Linked DNA regions of Mus musculus: region 1 is linked to region 2. A link is a contact called in public promoter capture Hi-C data. All regions are on one chromosome and are shown on one strand. Each heading gives the region's core, a stretch centred on a gene start, on an enhancer-like site or on the middle of the called end of the contact. The rest is flanking DNA. Distances are from core to core; before and after follow the strand shown.

The links. Promoter capture Hi-C pulls out the DNA fragments that hold promoters and counts their contacts.
Region 1: a promoter capture Hi-C map of pre-B cells shows a contact between it and region 2, with 6 times the contacts expected there. The contact joins the promoter of 2610002M06Rik here to the promoter of Rlim in region 2. A contact is called at or near these places in 2 of 39 promoter capture datasets (cranial neural crest and pre-B cells).

What each region holds. Positions count from the first base shown.
Region 1 is chrX:107,814,924-107,818,598 of GRCm38.p6, reverse strand. 2610002M06Rik (RIKEN cDNA 2610002M06 gene) reads left to right here and starts at 2,265. Exons shown (of 8, transcript NM_025921.3): 1 at 2,265-2,464. The coding sequence starts at 2,449. Tent5d (terminal nucleotidyltransferase 5D) reads right to left here and starts at 2,122. Exons shown (of 6, transcript NM_001163104.2): 1 at 1,958-2,122.
Region 2 is chrX:103,979,778-103,983,528 of GRCm38.p6, reverse strand. Rlim (ring finger protein, LIM domain interacting) reads left to right here and starts at 2,244. Exons shown (of 5, transcript NM_011276.4): 1 at 2,244-2,466.

The DNA of each region.
Region 1 (3,675 bases), core at 1,016-3,515, 3.8 Mb before region 2:
GTTGTACATATTCAAAAGAAGTGCATTAGAAACCTAGGAGACCAGGTTGTAACAAGGCTATTTGTTCAAAACATGCTTATGCAAATCATCTTTTAAAAGCTTTGGTTGTTGTTCTTATTATTTTTGTCACTATTTTCTTATGGGTAAAGATGTCAACAATACCTGCTAAGGTTACTACAGAATATGAACTACTATATGAAGTAATTATGAGATCCTTTATAAACAGTTCAATTTCTTCTCAACTAAGGTATTAATTCAATAAAGAATTTATTATTATATACTTGAATATCCAATTATACTATGTAAATAGAGGAAAAATATTGACCTTTGGGTCCATCTCTGAATTTATTTTATCATAATTTAAAGAAGTTCAGATTATCCACCTGATGTTATAACAAGAACAGGAAATCTGAGAAAAATTATAAAGAGATACACTATTCCCATTCCTGGTGCATTCCTATTCTTTCCTGCAATGGAGCTTAGTTTCAATAAACCATTACATTTTCTAGTCACTTTAGTAAATTTTGCTAAAAAGCCACAAAAGCATTGTCACAAAGCAGTCAAAACAAATATTAATATTTAGTGTCTAGGATCTAAAGATTATTTTATAAATATTTTCACTTAAAATACTTATTCATGTAACTGACTCAATTATAAAACTGACCATGATTAAAATCAGATAGTCAAGAAAATATGAAGTTAACTTTGGGATTTAAAACATAAAAGACCTCATAAACGTAAAATACCTTCTAGGTGTTTAGTACAGACGATAACAGTTTTGTTTTGTTTTTTACTTAAGACAGACAGCAGCAGCAAACACTCTCTATAAACAAGGACCTTATAAAAGAGATACTTCTTGAAAAAGTTTATCGTTTGAAAAAAATTTTAATTTAACGTTTATTTTTATACATTGCATACCTATAACTCTAACAACAGCATTTTAAAACTCACATATGTTTAAGTTTTGGTAGGTTGTTCTAGTATTTATGGTTTTACTGAAGGAATGATGTTAAAAATAGTAAGTGCTAAGGGAAAGTCTTTCCAGACAGATATCTTTACCTTTAACCCCCAAAGGTAGTTTTCCAGCAATGAAGGCAACTGTTTAAGGCACACAGAGAACTGATGAAATTTCCAAAGCTTTCAGTTTCATAAGTCTTGTTCTCCAACTATAAAGTGAGATGCAAACCTAAAAATAACCTTTACACGGTTCTGCCTATTGAAATGATTTCTAGACTGTACTTCCCAGAACTTTGTATTGAGCAAGGGTTCTCTTTTTCTTTTAATGAAACACGGACAGTTAGAAAACAGTCTGAAGCTTTTTACCAACTATCATTAACACAAAATAATAAAATATTCACTTTTAAAGCCAGTTTTGTTAAAAAAAAAAAAAAGAAATAATCCTAAGGATAAAAAGTGTATGGCATTGTGCACATAATTCCACAGGTTGAATTTAAGAATGAGGTAAATGACAAACTTCTGAGATTTAGCAATTACGACAATTACACTAACTTTCAGAGTAATATATGTAATTTCTATGACACTAAAATTGAAATGCCACAAATCTGCTTAAAATTCCCTCTTTTCCTAAGTCCAGAGAGTGCTTCTAATAAATCCACCTCTGGACATTTCTGAAAGTCAAAGGAACGTAAAATACGCCAAGCTCTATCTACGACCACCCCCATTACTGCTCCCACCCATTATAGAGATTTTATATTAATTTTAGACCATACATCAGCTGTGCTTAAGAAAAATAAAATTAAACCAACTAATATGAGAAAAAATTTCGAAGCAACATTACCTCTCAAGTAGAGCCGGACTTTTCCTCCTTCCCCTTCAACCCTACAACTCTAAGGTTCAAGATTGTTTAAAAAACCTCAACATTACCCACCACACTAACCCCTCGAGCCGTTCTTTTACACTGTCAGAATTTTTAAAAAGTACTTTAAAAGTCCTATACCTTTGTCTTCACCCTTTAAGACTTAAGCTCTGAGAGAAAGGGATGAGGGACGACCAGGACTGTGTGAAATCTGAGGTACGAGGTGGGCGGAAGGCTAAGCGGCGTCCAGGTTGACAAAAGAAAGAACTAGAAGTCCGGTGGGATGCCGGACCAGGTTTAGCGCAGTTATCCTGAGCGCACGTGAAGCATCTAAGTGGGAGGGACCTAAGCTTCAGCTCTCGGACTCCACCGCCCCCAAGCGACCAGAGCCATCCTAACCGAAGCGACTCACTGCAGCCATGTTGGCGTCGTCCCAGTCCCGCCTCTCTAGCTCGTGGGACTCCACCCACCACGGGTTCTAAACCGAAACAGGAAGTGGGCTAGGATCCCTCGAAACCCGCTACAACCGCCACCCTCCGCGCGCCCAAGCGACCCACAACTCGCGGGTCCAGCCCCTGTCCCGCGTGTTACCTGCCCCTCCCCCTCCTCCCGCCCGGTGAACTCGAGAGATCATGTCGAACATGGAGAGTATCCTTTCTGTTGGTCAAGATGCTACCAGGGCCTTGGGGGCTGGGGAGGGGGGGGCGAAGGCAGGGGTGCTGGGGACACGCCCAGGGGCTTGACCCTTTGGGCCCGCACGTGGGGCGAGGGAGCTGTGATGCGGATGGGTAGGCTCCAGCGGCCTGGGGTTGGCCTTTTTTTTATTTTTTTTATTTTTCACCCTCCTCCTCGCTGCGGCCGCCGCCTCCGCCTCCGCTGCCATCCTCGAATGTGGGGAGGGTCAGAGGAGCCAGTGGACAGACAGAGATAATTGAGCCCGTACCGCCCCTTGTTGAGGATTTCTGTCACCTGCCTTATCAGTGAATTTTTGGCCTCTTTGAAATTGACAGGGAATGGTGCCAGGACCTAGGGGAGGCGACTGGAGTTTGCCTATGGCTCCAGGCGGAGGTGTAGGTTCTCAAAGCGTACGTGGACAAACTGCTTTTGGCGAACTGCCCTTTAATGACTGCAGGTGACTGGTGATGAGGTTGAGCGATTGCTACGAACCCTCCGAACTAACTGTGCTCGCTTTCTGTTCCCGCTGCATTCTAATTTAACACTTGAGGAAATTCAGGTTATTCCTGAAGCCATAAAGTCCATCAGCCAAACCTGTCTGGCCACTTGGGCAATTAGTAGGGGCTAAGAATAAAGCTTCCTGGTGACGTCATGAACACAATTTGGCTTTCTTTTTCTTTTTCACTACTTAAATTCCATCACAGAAGCTCCATGTTGCTGTAATTTTTGCTCCTTCCAGGGGTTGGCTTTAGAGAAAAATAAAATAAATTGCTTTTTCTTCAACTCCAAGATAGCAAAAAGATAAACCATGGGTTATGGTAACTGTTCTGTAGCTCGTGTTAAGCTCTTTTGGCGCTATTAGTCTATAAGCCTGAAGTACAGGTAAAAATGGTTTTTTGATGGGTTCAATTTTATGTCATCCAGTAAATCTTGCAGCACTAGTCAGGATATGCTGTACATTAAAGTGCTAGCCTGGAGGAAAGGTGCAGATCATGAAAAGATGACCAAGAGAGGTCCTGTTTCTACTGCATGTAAAAAAAAATAGTGACTGTAGTATAGTTTTAATATTAGCATAAAGTGACAAGCACTTTATTGAACTCTGAGTCAAAATATCAGTTTTATTTCCCAAGTTCCTTGAAACAACAGTTTTCTGAATTAAGGCATGGTGTTCATCCTCTGTCACC
Region 2 (3,751 bases), core at 995-3,494:
GCATTCTGGCCCTGAATTCAATCCCTGAGACAGCCCACAAAGTGGGTGGAAAGTAAGAACGTTTGAGCAACATAGCAGGCTCAAACATACACGCAAAAAGTGTAATTTATAAATTAAAACATTCTATATAATGTCTAGTATTTTTTTTAAAGACAGAGTCTCACTCTAGCCCAGGCTGGCCTGGAACACACTAGGTAGCCCAGACTGGCCTTGAATGAGTTACAATCCTGCTTGATCCTCTTAGGTACTTTGATAACAGGCAAACACTGTGGTGCCCAGCTACACTGGGGCTTTTGACACACATTACCAGATTGTCTTTTAAAAGTTACATGACCTTTGAGCAGGGAAGAGTGAAGAAGGTTTGAAATACCAGTACGAATACTTGGGAAGTAGAAGCTTGACTGTAGATTCAAGGCCAGCCTGGGTCTCATAGACAGACTCTCCATTTTAAAATTTAGTCTCACACTTTAATCTCAGGCTGGTCTGGAATTTATTATGTAGCCCAAGTTGGCCTCCAACTCTCAGCAACCCTCCTGTCTCAGCTTCCCCAGTTCTTGGGTTTTTAGTGTGTGTGTGTGTTTTTGGTTTTTGGAGACAGGGTTTCTCTGTGTAGCCCTGGATGTCCTGGAACTCACTCTGTAGACCAGGCTCGAACTCAGAAATCCACCTGCCTCTGCCTCCCAAGTGCTGGGATTAAAGACGTGCGCCACCACTGCCCGGCGTGTTCTTTTTTTTTTTTTTTAAAGATTTATTTATTTTATGTATGTGATTACACTGTCGCGGTCTACAGACACAGCAGATGAGAGCATCGGATCACATGGCAGACGGTTGGGAGCCACCACGTGGTTGCTGAGAATTGAACTCAGCGCCTCTGGAAAAACAGTCTGTGTGCTTAACCGCTGACTCATCTCTCCAGCTCTTTACCGCGTTCTTAACCGGTGAGATAAACTAAGTGCTTTACAGAAAATTACGTAGGTAATGGAGAAGGTTAAATAGAGTGGTCACGGGTTTCTCTAGGAGGTGAGGTGAGGCCTAGACGATCCATGTAAAAAATATGAAAAGAAAAATATTATAGTGTAGTTTATGTGTGTGCCTTTTTTTTGTTTTTTGTTTTTGTTTTTCGAGACAGGGTTTCTCTGTGTAGCCCTGGCTGTCGTAGAACTCACTCAGTATACCAGGCTGGCCTTAAACTTACACAGAGATCTGCCTGCCTCTGCCTCCTGAGTACTGGCGTTAAAGGCGAGCCACCGTCGACCAGCTTCCAGCTTCCAGCCCAGTTTAAGCAACTGATGTAGCAATAAGTTAGGTTCGTTGGAACAACAGTAAAAAAGTTAGTCTACCTGTTCTTTTATCAGAAAACAGAAAAATAGGGTGGGAACACAGAGACGTACTTTAAAACGGGGTGGGGGCGGTTGGGTTCTTATTCCCTTTAACTGAACAATGGGAACTGAAAGGTGTATGGCGCATTCCCTCTGGTCCTTTCTTTAGGCTTTAGCATCCAATAGACGCTTCCTTAACCGCCCTTTTCGAATTCCCCCACTATCACTTTTTCCCATCCATTTACAAATCGCCACACCCTTTTAAAGTACTCTAGTTAGAGCCTCGAGGAGGCCTTCCCCACCACTTTTTAACATTGCAAATTCACTTTTGTCCCCACGTTTTATGCCTCCACCCACTTCCTCACTTTTAATCTCTAGTATTTAGCAACAAATTGTTTTATAAGTGTGTTCACCCTAGATTACCAAATCCCTTAAGGACTGAGAATTCTTGGACTATTTCAACTTAATTTATGGTTCAACTTCCTCAACATCTACAGCTGTGCTTGAGCTACAGTTGGCATTCGATAAATACATGTTGAATAAAAGGTTGGCTGCCGTCTACACTAGTCTGGACTGTATGGATCAATGCCAGTTACACCGATACTACATTCTTGTTCTCTGTGAAGGGCTTCAAGCGGCCCGACTGTGACGTCCTTCAGCTTTCAAAATGGGAAAGCGAAGGTTCCCACAATTCTCAGAACGCGAATTTCTCGCTACAACTCAAAATGGCGAAGGAGGGTGGGGCCTGTCACATGGTGGGCGTCCCAGTAGCATTTTTTTCCCGACCCGCCGCCCGTCTGGGCGGGTAGTCTGTCCGGCCCCTCCTCTGCCCACCAGGCCTTTTCGAGGGCTCAACTGGGATTGGCTGGCCAGCAGTCTGGGCGGGGGCCTGTGAAGCTGGGAGCGCAGCATCACTTCCTGTTGTGGGCAGTCATTTCCTGTCAGTGCTAGGTAACAATGGGGAAGATAATGGCTGATTGAGCTACGTCTCCGAGCTGGCGCTGTTCTAGAGGCGGGTCTCTTGCCCGGGTTTAGAGGCGGGTTAGAACGCGGCGGCAGCGGCAGCACAGTAGCGCAGCGGAGGTCCCAGTGGCGGCGGCGGAGCCCAGTTGAGTTCCCTCCTGGCCGAAACACCGTGTAAGTGAAGGTACGGGCACCCCGAGAAATGGGATGTCGGACTGGAGGCAGGCAGGGGCCGCGGCCCTCAAAATGGCCCGAGTTGGCCAGCCGCGGCCGAGACACCCACTACGGCCTCCGGACCTGGGCTCCCGGCTGTGGGGGGCTCCGTGGCGTAGTCGCCGCTGCCATTTTAGTTGGGTGGCGTGTGTCGGCCCCGCTCGTGGAAGAAGGGGAAGGAGTCGGGCAGGACTTCCTCTCCCAGGCCGTGGAGTCGGGGCCCGGCCCTCCCGAGCTAAGAACGAACGCCGGGGAGGCGATCCTGGACTCCGGGCCTCAGGCGTGAGGATGGCTCCAGTGCTTCTTACTAAGAGGTTCCCCCCACCCCCCATCGTCGTCGCCCCGCGTTGCGTATCGGGCTAGGGTTTGGGGAAGTGGGGTGGAGGTGCTCTTAATTCGGATGTTGGGAACTCTTGAACCTTCAGATTTTCACAGGATTCGCAGAGCCTCATTTTGAACGCTTCTGTAGGGCATGACCAGTTTGTTAACCTCTGGGGCTACGGTGACAGTCTTCCGGGAGGATCGGAGACAAACGTGGTTTGCTTCCCTGCACCTTTAGCCCTAAGTGTATCCTTGGCCAGATTTTACTAGAAGGGTTTTCCTCCTCACAAGAAAAAAAAAATTAAAAAAACGGAGGGAAAAGACGTTGCGGGTTGTTTTCCCTGGTAAGTGTGGGAATTGAGCCAGACTATTTTCAAGTTAATTTCCGTGTGATCTGCCAGCAGCCCTACCCCTCCCCCACTCAGAAAAAAACCCCTAAGGGTCTCTGCTTCTGCGGGCGGGCGGTACCTGCCACGTACGCCATAGCTTAGTAACTAGTATTAACCGGTTGGGCTTCTGCTTCCTGAATACTCAGTCCCTTTCCCCCTTCTGCTGATTAATTTCAAGATGGAGGAGACAGCCACGTTCTTTTCCTGGACAGTTTCACCATACTTATTCCACAGGTTCGTTTGGCATCTGAGGCCTAGGAGACTAGTTATTTAGGTCATTTTTTTCCTCTTTTGGAGGGGAAAGGGATTTTATATCAGATTCTCATGGGCTCCTGGCAGGCCCCACTGTATATATGTTTTTTTTTCCTAGAAATAAGTTGCTTACATTTCTTGACTTGTAATTAGCCACCGTGCGTTTGAATGATTGAAGACAGAAAGAATAGGAAGTGTAGTCCTAATCATTTCTTTGATTCTTTATAATTAGGAGGCAGGCACAATTACAGGTCCACCTTTTCCTCAAATCAGTTTCTGAAATACAGGTTAAGG